Linked DNA regions of Mus musculus: all the other regions are linked to region 3. A link is a contact called in public HiCAR-type and HiChIP or PLAC-seq data. All regions are on one chromosome and are shown on one strand. The core of a region is the stretch at or near the end of the contact, and the rest is flanking DNA. Distances in the headings are between cores, read along the strand shown. Region 1 has its middle 100 kb from the start of Mir680-3. Region 2 holds the start of Meox2 (mesenchyme homeobox 2). Region 3 holds the start of Ankmy2 (ankyrin repeat and MYND domain containing 2).

Region 1 (3,384 bases), core at 279-2,778, 860 kb before region 3:
GGACATACATATTTTGGAAGAAGAGCAATACTAGTTGAGACTAAACCACTTAGATATACTTTTGTTTTTACCAAAACTGAATTAAAACAAGGAAAATAGTTACCTAGCAACATTTGACATTGAAAAGATTCCATATCGAAAAGTAACCAACATGAAAGGCAAGATAGAAGATAGTCCAAACCTCATCTTGATAAGAGTCACAATTCATAGAGCTGTGTGTATCATGAAGTAGGGAGGGAGAAAAAAAAGATTAAACATACAAAGAAGATCTGTAGAAATGTAATCTGGCATATCTTCAGCATCTACTAGATTTTTTCCTGGATGATAAACAGCTCAGCTAGCTTGAATTAAACTGACAGTTTAATTCAGAGAAGTAGACAATGCTTCAATTAAAGACAGGGAGACAGTTAGCCTGAATGTCCACTTTCCCACATTTTCTACTTGATCAGTTTCTTGTCATTGAAAGAAGTGTGGCTGGTATGTCCATTTAGTACATTTAGTACATTTCCATGCAAAGAGCTCTGGTGGACAAAGCTGGTCATGCTGCTGTCATGTGACTGGGTAGGTGGCTGTAAGGATTCGAACAAAGAGTGGATGTTTACAGCTGGGTTTGGAGAATGTCCAACAAACAGTCTTTGTGTTCACATAGCTTTGTTATGTTTCCTTTCTTGGTTCCTTCCGAACAAGCCATATAAAAATGAAAGGACAAAGAATTGTATATGTATGTGTGTGTACATGTGTGTGTTTGTACACATGTCTATGCTACGTATGTGCCTACATGTGTATGTGTGGATGACAGAGGTTGGCATCAAAATGTCAAGCTCAGTTGTTCTCTACCTTATTGTCTGAGGCAGGGTCTCTTCACAGACTGGCTAGTCTGGCTGGCCAGCGAATCTTGAGACTTTTCCAGCTTCCCCTCCCTAGGCTAGGGTGGCAAGTGTCTCAGCACACCAAGCTGTTTCACCTGGCTGATGGAGATCTGTACAAGGTTTTTACTACCACGCTGTCTTCAGGCCCAAGACAAATTTTAAGATAAAATGTCTGGTAGGGTTGCTATTGATAGATTAACTGTAAAGGATGTTTTTAAGTATGTGGGAAGTGTGACCCATTTCTGAGAATATGCAGAAATATTTATCTGGTGGAGCATGGAGGTTTTTTGAAAATTTCACATTAAGTCACTTGAAAACTTTTTATTGTATTTTTTTCCAGTAATTCTCTTTGTTCCCTTTCTCCTTCCCTACCCCCTGTTTCCTTTTTCCTAATTTTTCCTTCCTTACTCCTTCCCTTTCCCACCTTTTCCCTTTTCATTAACTAATTAATTTATTCATTTTAATACTCTAATCATAGACCACTGCCCTCTTCCTGGTCCTCTCTCACAGCCCCTCCCCTCACCCCACTTATCCCCTTCTTTTTTTTCTTTTCCTTCTCCCCTCCTGCTTTAGAAATGATTTAACAAGGTGATGCATCTTTTCTTTGTGGTAAACAGCTCAGAGTATGTGGACAGAATACTTGGAAGGAAAGACACTAATGACATGGCATATTTGGGGCTTGCTGAACTTGTAAGCATGTTTGGCTTTCAGTGTGTGCCCGATCATTTTGCAATAGTCAAATGGCATTTTTGGCTTGGTTACTTTTTCAGTCTGAGTGCTTGTGGGTTTTTTTTTCCCCTAAGCTTTTTGTTGTTTTGTTTGTTCCTGTAGCTATGGCCAGAGTTACTCACCACTCAGTAGAATAACCTCCCCCATATTTTAAAGGAACCACAGCACTCCAAACCAATTAAGGAACAGAAAACCCAGTGAAGCACAACTGCTCCCAGGCTTGGCTCTGTTTATCTCTCATGACCTTGCTCTAATTTGCTCTAAGGGAACATAGCATACCCAAGTTAGCCTGACTTTCCCTCTCCCTACAACATGAAAGTATCATGCAGTGTCCCTAGTTAGAAAAAAAAAGTCTCATTGTCCAGTAATATAAAGAAAAATTAGGCTGGGCAGTGGTGGCACATGCCTTTAATCCCGGCACTTGGGAGGCAGAGGCAGGAGGATTTCTGAGTTTGAGGCCAGCCTGGTCTACAGAATGAGTTCCAGGACAAAGAAACCCTGTCTCAAAAAACCAAAAATACCAAACCAAACCAAAATAAAACAAAATCAAAAAATCAAAAAGAAAAAAAAAGAAAAATTAGAAGGTTGAAAGTAATACAGAAATGCTTATTGCTTGATTTTGTCTCTCCTGGCACATGGTGGGGGGACATCCTTTGTGTTCATCACTATATTAAATGCTTTATCATATGGCCAGCTAACATAATAATGAAATAAACCATTACTCTTACTGATCCTTCTTAGCTTTAGTTTTATTCTTTTATGTTTATAACTATCTAAACAGTCCTATAACCTCTAAGAAAATAGAAGCAGTCATTAAAAGGCTGAAAAAAACAACAAAACAAAACAAAACAACAAAAAACCCAGGGCCAGATGATTTTAGGGTTTTAGTGTAGAAGTCTATCAGACCTTCAAAGAAGACCTAATACCAATACACCTCAAACTATTCCACAAAATAGAAACAGAAGGAACACTAACTAATTATTTTTATGAAGCCACTGTTATTCTGATATCTAAACCCAACAAAGAAAGAGAACTTCAGAACAATTTCAGTTATGAACATCAATGAAATAATACTCAAAAGATTTCTCACAAACTGAATCACAGAACACATCAAAATGATCACTTACCATGATCAAGGAGGCTTCATCCGAGGGATACAGGCTAGTTCAATATACAGAAATCCATCAATGTAATCCTATATATATATTTTTTTAAAGAAAAAATCACATGATCATCACAATATTTGCTGAAAAAGCATTTGGCAAAATACAATATCCCTTCATGTTGAGAGTATTGGAGAGATCAGGAATTTAAGGCCCATACTAAACATGATAAAAGCAATGTACAGCAAACCAATAGCCAATATCAAATTAAATGGAGAGAATCTTGAAACAATCCCACAAAAATCAGGGACAAGACAAGGCTCCAATCTATAGTACTTGAAGTTCTAGCTAGGACGATAAGACAACAAAAGGAGATCAAGGGAATACAAATTGGAAAAGAAGTCAAGGTATCACTATTTGCTGATATTATGATCGTATACATAAGACACCTCAAACATTTTGCCAGAGAATTTCTACAGTGGATAAACAACTACAGCAAGGTGGCTGGATATAAAATTAAGTCAAAACAAATCAGTAGTCTTCCTTTATAAAAAGGATAAATGCTCTGAGAAAGAAATAAGGGAAAAACACCCTTCAAATAATCACAAATAATATAAAATATCTTGATGTAAATCTAACCAAGGAAGTGGAAGATCTGTATGACAAGAACTTTAAGCCCCTGA
Region 2 (3,470 bases), core at 965-3,464, 950 kb after region 3:
TTATTAGAGGAATTGATCAAATTTCAGTTTGAATAAAATATGAATGCTTTCAGAACCCAGGGTCCATTGAGATGCTAAGGGAGCACAGGCAGGGAATTTATCATTGCACTTTATACTTCTATGTTTAATATCAGAGCGCATATTGAAACCATAAAAAGCAGAAAAATCAAAATATATTCCGATCTTATATGAGGGATATGTTTCCCACTCTCTTTTGTAATTCTTAAAAAGCCAAGGTTGTGGGTAGTGGCAGAAGAAGTAGTCTTAAGCTTTAAGTCCGGGAAGCCATCCTGCCTGTACCTAAAGCTCCTAGCAGTCACGTACCCCAAGAATGATCAGCGCCCCTTTTCAGGATAAGATTCCCAAATTACAAGCAAAGAACCTTACCGTCAAAGCCTTGCTGCAGGTTCCAGCTCAGCCTCAGACTGAAACGTTGAGCGGCTGGTGAACAAAAGTTTTAGGTTCTTTTTTTTTTTTTTTCCCCTAACGAAGTCTGCAAAACTAATTTCCCTCAAAATAGGGCTCAATTTCCGTTAAAGAAAGCAGTGCTTACAAATCTTGGAATTCCTGATCAACCCCCACTCCACCCCATCTCTAAGTTGTGCAAAACAATTCGACTTTTCACACGGATGTTAAAGTTTGTTTGGAAGTTCCTTTTCTGGAGAACCTCTTAAAATAAAGGGTAACAGACTGAAGATGGCAGAAGGAGCGGCAGAGAGAAGGGTTCTGCCTTGGGGACATTCCTCCAAAATTCATCAATACCTTTTCCTAATTTAAACCAGATGTCTAGTTCAGGTTGCTGTACTCATTAATCCCATTAGCAATTTCAAAGACTTGGCCATCATCTTCTGGTCACCCAGACAATAAACATATGGCAGTTAACCATAGTGGCACACTCCAAGTCCTGAACACCCTAGGCTACTGCAGACATCCCCTTGGCAGACACTTCCTAGATAGGAACAGGCTTTCCTGCAGCCCACTCTCCCAAGCTTGTTGTGGGTTAAGGACAGGACTTCCAGTAGATTCTGTGGCCGCCCAAGCTAATTGCTGTGTCAACCCCAGCCCCTGCTCTCACAAATTCACTGGTGGCAAGGTGTGCAGTTAGTTCATTTCCAGGAGCACAGGCTGTAAACCTGGGGGAAATGAACCATGATAGCAGGGTCCACGCTGAGGGAATGTTAAGTTTGCTATCTGCTTAAAACAGAAAGGTGGTGAGGAATGGAATGTATGCAAGGAGCATTAGCTCTGTGAGCTAAAGAGAGATTTCATTTCTCAAAGGATGGGAGCGGGCTGTGAATTGGCTCCTGCAGGGTTAAGCTAGCTAGGAAGGGTGAAGCTGGGAGCAAGTTAGACTTGCTCATTTGACATTTTTTCGGGTTATTCTTGACCCCCCCCCTCCCAATTTCCTCGGTGAGCAAATGGTGAGAAAATTTCGCGAACTGGACTGGTAAAGAGAAGTAGGGGTGGGAAGAGGGTCAGAAAAAGAAGGAAGGGGGACACCACTTGGAGCAACACTTGTGTGTCGCCAAGGCGCCAGAGCCTACATCCACCTCTGTGTCGCGCACACCCCATTGTATATCTGTCCTTTCTGCACTCAGAGTAGCACTGTGCTAGCCTTGGTGCACAGCTCTACAACCTCCGCCCTGGCTCTAGGTTTTCTAACAATCTATTCTCAGATACCTAAAAGAGAATAAACCTAATGTGTTTACGCTGGAACCGTGAGTGGCCTCTGAGTTTGAAAAGCTCGACAGACTAGGCTCTTCTTCTCTTGAAAGTTCTCTTGAAAGTTCTCTGTGGTCTGCAAAGTCAGGGAGTAGTCAGGGAGCTCCTGCAGGTGACCCCAACCCCCACCAAGGCTGAGAGATCTAGGTTCCAAGAGCAGTGAGCTACTCAGAGACACTGTGTGCTGGCTTAGGGAAGCTGAGTGCCTCTGCGTCTGGCCATGGGAACCTATGGGACAGATTGCGGTGGCCCGGAGCGACTGAGGCTCTGGGAGCACCACTAGCTGTGGTGGAAGCTCCCAGGGCCCGACGGGCGGGCGTTGGGCAGCGGCTCCTGTCCTGCCAGCAATGGGAACTGGAAATGAGAGAGCACGGTGGCGCTGACTGAGCGGGAGTTTTGGAGGGAGTTTGCATGTGGTCAGCGCTGGGCTCCTAAGCCAGCCCCCAGCTCACATTACACTCTATTTATAACCTCTCAGAGCCATTTCCCCCTGAAAGCAGTTCTCTGGGACCACCTTCTTTTGGCTTCCACCTCTCCCACACTTGACATCTGAGCAGCTGCGAAGGAAGCTCCTCCAGGTCCTAGTGTTTATACGTGCAGGAGACTGGCCGCTAAGGCTCAGGACTGGGATTAGCCGGCTCTGCTCAAATGCAAACGCGCGCGGCTTTTACTTTTGGAGTGAGTGGGGGAAAGTCTTAGGATTTCCAGTGAAAAGTGACAGCGCTTGGTGGACATTCGGACCGTCCGTGAAGTCTTCTGCTTGGAAGCCGAAACTTGCATGCCATGGAACACCCCCTCTTTGGCTGCCTGCGCAGCCCCCACGCCACAGCGCAAGGCTTGCACCCCTTCTCCCAGTCTTCTCTGGCCCTCCATGGAAGATCTGACCACATGTCCTACCCCGAACTCTCCACATCTTCCTCGTCTTGCATAATCGCGGGATACCCCAACGAGGAGGGCATGTTTGCCAGCCAGCATCACAGGGGGCACCACCACCACCACCACCATCACCATCACCACCACCAGCAGCAGCAGCACCAGGCTCTGCAAAGCAACTGGCACCTCCCGCAGATGTCCTCTCCACCAAGCGCGGCCCGGCACAGCCTGTGCCTGCAGCCTGATTCGGGAGGGCCCCCGGAGCTGGGAAGCAGCCCTCCGGTCCTGTGTTCCAACTCATCTAGCCTGGGCTCCAGCACCCCTACCGGGGCCGCGTGCGCACCAGGGGATTATGGCCGTCAAGCGCTGTCACCCGCAGACGTAGAGAAGAGAAGTGGCAGCAAAAGGAAAAGCGACAGCTCAGGTGAGTGCGGGCAAAGCAACCCTGGGGAGAGTGCGCTCTGGGCTAGGAAGATGCGGGGAGGTGTGGGATGTTTCTCATAGAAAGACAAACTGTGAAGCTGCTAGCCTTTCCTCGCTCTGGTGGGCGAGTTCATCCATGGAGCGTCCGTCCTGTAATTCAGGAGCACGTGTTTCACTGAAGTTAATATATCTACATCCAGCCGTTCAAAGCCCTCCAAGATCGCAAATCAGTTTTCCAGAAGTGGTGAAGAAAGAGCAAGTGACACTATGCAAAATCGGTTAAGGGAGCGTGGCGGGTCCCTCCACGGGTTGGGAGGGGTGTGCCCATTGGGATGCTGCATCCGCTGGGCATGCATGCCTGCGTGCGTGTGTGCGTGCATGCGGGTTTCCTTGACTTTTCCCTTCCAATTCCCAACTCTGAACAACTCGACTTTTCCTATCCTTAACTGGGT
Region 3 (3,644 bases), core at 1,120-3,619:
ACAATGGTTAAAATAATCCTATGCACAGCATCTGGCAGACTATCTGGGACAGATTAGATAGTCAAAATGAATAGTTATTTCATTATCAATAGAGTTCTTTAATGAGAACACATTTCAATAAGCTCATTAGCTAATCTAATTTTGACATTAAATATTTATGCTACGATTGAAACCCTTCTGAACACTCTCCATTAGGTATCTGGTTCCAAAATTCAAACTGAACATAGGATTTATCTGCACTTCTGGGTGGGTGTTTTCCTTTGTCCGTAAATATCATCAACTCTAAATGAAAGCCATGCATTCAGAAGACGAAATACCCACCAGGTGCTTAAAACACAACCTAATGTTTCCATCGGTCGAGGAACTGACAACCCCAGGGAGACAAACAGGTGTGACCTTCAAGTAACCATGGCCCAGATTTGGCACCAGAGATGGAAACCCTGGCAGTTAAGTACCCAATTCTGTCTCTGCATCTGATGAAATGATGTGTAGTCACATGGCGAGGTTACTCTCAGGCATTTTCTTAGGTCTGTGGCTACTACCTCTGGCACATTAATTGCTGTGGCGGTAGCATTATGTGTTACACAACACTGGTCACTCTCACAAGCCCTACTGCTTGTTTGAACAGCTACATCATTTTTAAAGCATCATCAAACAAAAGTTTCTTTGTTATATATTGAGATGAATAATTACCAACCATTTTCATGGGAGAATCTATCTGCTCCTCCCTCCCCAAGCTGAAGCTCATGTCTGTCGGTGGCTGTTGGGGGATGGGCAGCGGGAGTTTAGAAAAGATTTTGGTTAAAGATAAGAGATAGGGAACGTCATCTGTGGGTCTCTGAAGTGCTAGTACGCGCTTTGAGCAAAACGAGGTAGAGGGGCCACAGGAAAAGGCATTTCACATCATTCTTGGCACCGTGGAATGAAAGAGCGATCCTGGGGCTACTTAATAAAAACCACCTACATGATTATTCAAGTATTTCTCCCTAGCACAATTGTGTTTTAACGGAAACATCAATACCAGTCTGTTGAGAAACAACAGCAAAACTAAACAGTCATTTCCGAAGAAGCAGTGATTGACGCTGTAGAACGCTACAGATAAGCATCTTGGAGGAATGATTGAATATTTTCTTAAGCGTACCTTGCATCGGAGGCACAGAAAGGTACACACGATATTCACCTCTTATCTACCTACGGTGGACGCTCCAGGAGCCACACCACAGTTGAATGAAGGCTGGATTAAGAAACTAATCTAAGGCTATATATAGACAGCAACACCAATTTAATCCCCGCCCTCTCCAGCCTACCCTCCCTAGTTCCATAAATCCCCAAACCTGAGTTATAAAGACAGGCAGCTCTCTCAGAGCAAAAAAGACCCCCACACCCCAACAAAGTATCAGAGCAGTTGTAAGTCGCTTCTAAATATCCTTAGCGAACACCACAGGTCCAGGTTCCATGGCTTCCACAGAGGGCAAGAAATGACAGACAAGTACTGGGGAGGGCTAGGTTTGCAAAAAGAAATTTACCTTCTCCGAGCCTCTCCCAGTGTCGCTGGTCATGGGGTGTTCCCCTCACCTCCCGGCAGTGGGCCTCCCCGGGGATCGCCACGCACGAGACCATGTGCACCCGCCACTTTCACCGCGTGGCCAGCTTACGGCCGGCCCGCGGTCCCCGGAGCTCTTGGGGCGGACAAACGTAGCGAGGTCTAGGTCTCGCTCGAGAGGCACTAATACACAGTACGTGCATGGATGATGGCGCGGCGCGGGGGCTCCTCTATGAAGAGGAAGGCAACCGCCCCAGGTGGCACATGCTTCCTCCACGCCAGCTCCAGCCCGCTGGGACCCCTTGGCTCGGAGGCGGTCACTGCTCGCTCAACTCTCAGGCTCCCGCCGCCCCACCTGATCACCTCTTACCTGTCCAAGGAGGGAGCGACGACGCGCGAGACTGGTGGCTGCGGCGGATCCTGCAGCAGCAGTGGCGGCGGCAGTGGCTGAGGCAGACAATGGAGGAGTGAAGGACAGACACATTGACACAGACACACAGAACCCGGTGTAGCTCCGCCTCCTGCCCCGGCCCCGCCCTATCCCCGCCCCTTGCCCGAACCGCGCCACTCTTAGGGGCAGTGCAGCCCGTCTAGCTGCATCCCAATGCCTCCGCACGTGCCCACAGAAGTCACTACCAGGCAGAGAACTTCTATCCTTAGAATCCAAGGAACCCTGTGTCCCTGTACTTCTTAATAGGTTATCATGGGAATAGGAAACCTAGAAGATGTATTGAATCCCCTTCCAAATGTCTCCTTTTGGTTTGGACCTCGTAGGTTGCTCCAATTGGAGTCGCTTGCTGCCTCTTGCAGCTCCTCCTCCCGACCTGGCCATTGAGGCGCGGGGGCGGGACTTGTGGAGAGCGCCAGCCCGGCTCGCTCAAGCTCGCCGCACCCGCCAGCCCCCAGCCGTGAGACCCTAGCGACTCTGCCACTTCACTGGGCTGCTGCTCCGGCCTCGAGTTGCCTTGCTGTGGCGGTCTTCCACGACGCATACACGTCTCTTGTTTTTTTAAAAAACCTTTCCAAAGAAATAGAATAAGCGTCAAGCTGGCGGGAACGATGGGTCACATAAAGAAAGGCGAGCTGACCCAGGAGGAAAAGGAACTGCTGGAAGTGATCGGGAAAGGTACGGGTGCAGGGTTGGTATCCGGGTGCTGCACACCTGGTCTCAGGGCATTGAGGAGCCTGGAGCGCGCCCTAGGCCCGGAGGACCTTGGGCAACTTGCAATCCGGAAAAAGCCTTTCTGTCTCTGTCTGGGGACCGATTGCAGGGGCGGGGAGATGGGAGGCAGAAAAATTGAGGCCATCAGATCTAGGTTGCCGAGCTTAGACCTCTAAATCAGCTTTTTGGAAATCGACCGACTGTCACTACACATCTTAGACAGTCACGCGTGGCCCTGGGCGCCTGTCTTTGCGTATGCATGCTTGCCAGCTCATTGGATGTTTTGACCGTAATCAGTCAAGACCGCAGTGGCCTGGTAGTTCTAGGCTCCAAGTCGGGTGTATAAAGGGCCCTTTCGACTTCCGGAGGCTTAAGGATCTGGATCCCTTGCAGATCCCCGCCCCTGCTGCGGGTGGAGGGAGCTTTCAGCAACAGGGGTTCTTTATAAGGGCACAGAACTCGCTCTGCATGTTCCGCCCTGAGCTTTCTGCATCAAGGCCTTCTGTGGCTGGCTTCCTGTAGCCCAGGTCGGCGCAGGCACCCACAGACACGACTGACCTTGGTCCGATGTTAGACCTCAAGTGATCTTGTTGAGCTCCTTGGTGCTTCCCAGTCCACTTTGTGGATTCGAGCCACGCCTCCTCTGTGCAGCTTGCAGGAAGGAAGCCAACTAGAAGCCATGTTTCCCCACCAGTCCCTGAGTGCATGTCCCAAATGAGTTCCTGGCCGCATCCCCGTTACCTGGCAGGTAACATCAGCGTGACCACGTGCACTGTCACTTTGCTGAGAAGAGGATGCGGTGCCTGTGGGCATGATTAATGTGGATGCTTTAAGTGAAAAAATTAAACATGTGCCCTCGAATGACAGAGAAGCCAGACATTGTAATACAGAGCTCCTGGGTTTACAGTTTTCTACTTAGCCAAACTCATCTAGAATCAC

Evidence for each region. HiCAR-type assays count read pairs that join an accessible place to other places. HiChIP or PLAC-seq counts read pairs in DNA pulled down with a chosen protein or histone mark.
Region 1: an H3K4me3 HiChIP or PLAC-seq map of bone marrow-derived macrophages shows a contact between it and region 3, with 8 times the contacts expected there. The contact joins the enhancer-like site here to the promoter of Ankmy2 in region 3. A contact is called at or near these places in 2 of 39 promoter capture datasets (liver and pre-B cells), 4 of 115 datasets of contacts at active chromatin or transcription factors (astrocytes, bone marrow-derived macrophages and forebrain) and 1 of 9 other capture datasets (adipose tissue).
Region 2: a contact with region 3 is called in a HiCAR-type map of astrocytes, with 2.4 times the contacts expected there. The contact joins the promoter of Meox2 here to the promoter of Ankmy2 in region 3. A contact is called at or near these places in 1 of 39 promoter capture datasets (second pharyngeal arch cranial neural crest) and 2 of 115 datasets of contacts at active chromatin or transcription factors (astrocytes and large pre-B cells).

Annotation. Positions count from the first base shown.
Region 1 is chr12:35,293,218-35,296,601 of GRCm38.p6, forward strand. No RefSeq gene overlaps it. Among named protein-coding and RNA genes, the nearest start is that of Mir680-3, 100 kb to the left of the region's middle. Within about 2 kb of position 1,529, at least 87 of the 459 cell types and tissues checked have an H3K27ac peak or open chromatin away from gene starts, as enhancers often do. A contact at or near this core is called in adipose tissue, astrocytes, bone marrow-derived macrophages and 1 more, where this site is marked.
Region 2 is chr12:37,106,326-37,109,795 of GRCm38.p6, forward strand. It overlaps Meox2 (mesenchyme homeobox 2), which reads left to right and starts at 2,215. Exons shown (of 3, transcript NM_008584.4): 1 at 2,215-3,019. The coding sequence starts at 2,506. It overlaps Gm29007 (predicted gene 29007), which reads right to left and starts at 427. Exons shown (of 2, transcript NR_166884.1): 1 at 388-427.
Region 3 is chr12:36,154,755-36,158,398 of GRCm38.p6, forward strand. It overlaps Ankmy2 (ankyrin repeat and MYND domain containing 2), which reads left to right and starts at 2,370. Exons shown (of 10, transcript NM_146033.3): 1 at 2,370-2,669. The coding sequence starts at 2,603. Bzw2 (basic leucine zipper and W2 domains 2) reads right to left here and starts at 2,071. Exons shown (of 12, transcript NM_025840.3): 1 at 1,914-2,071.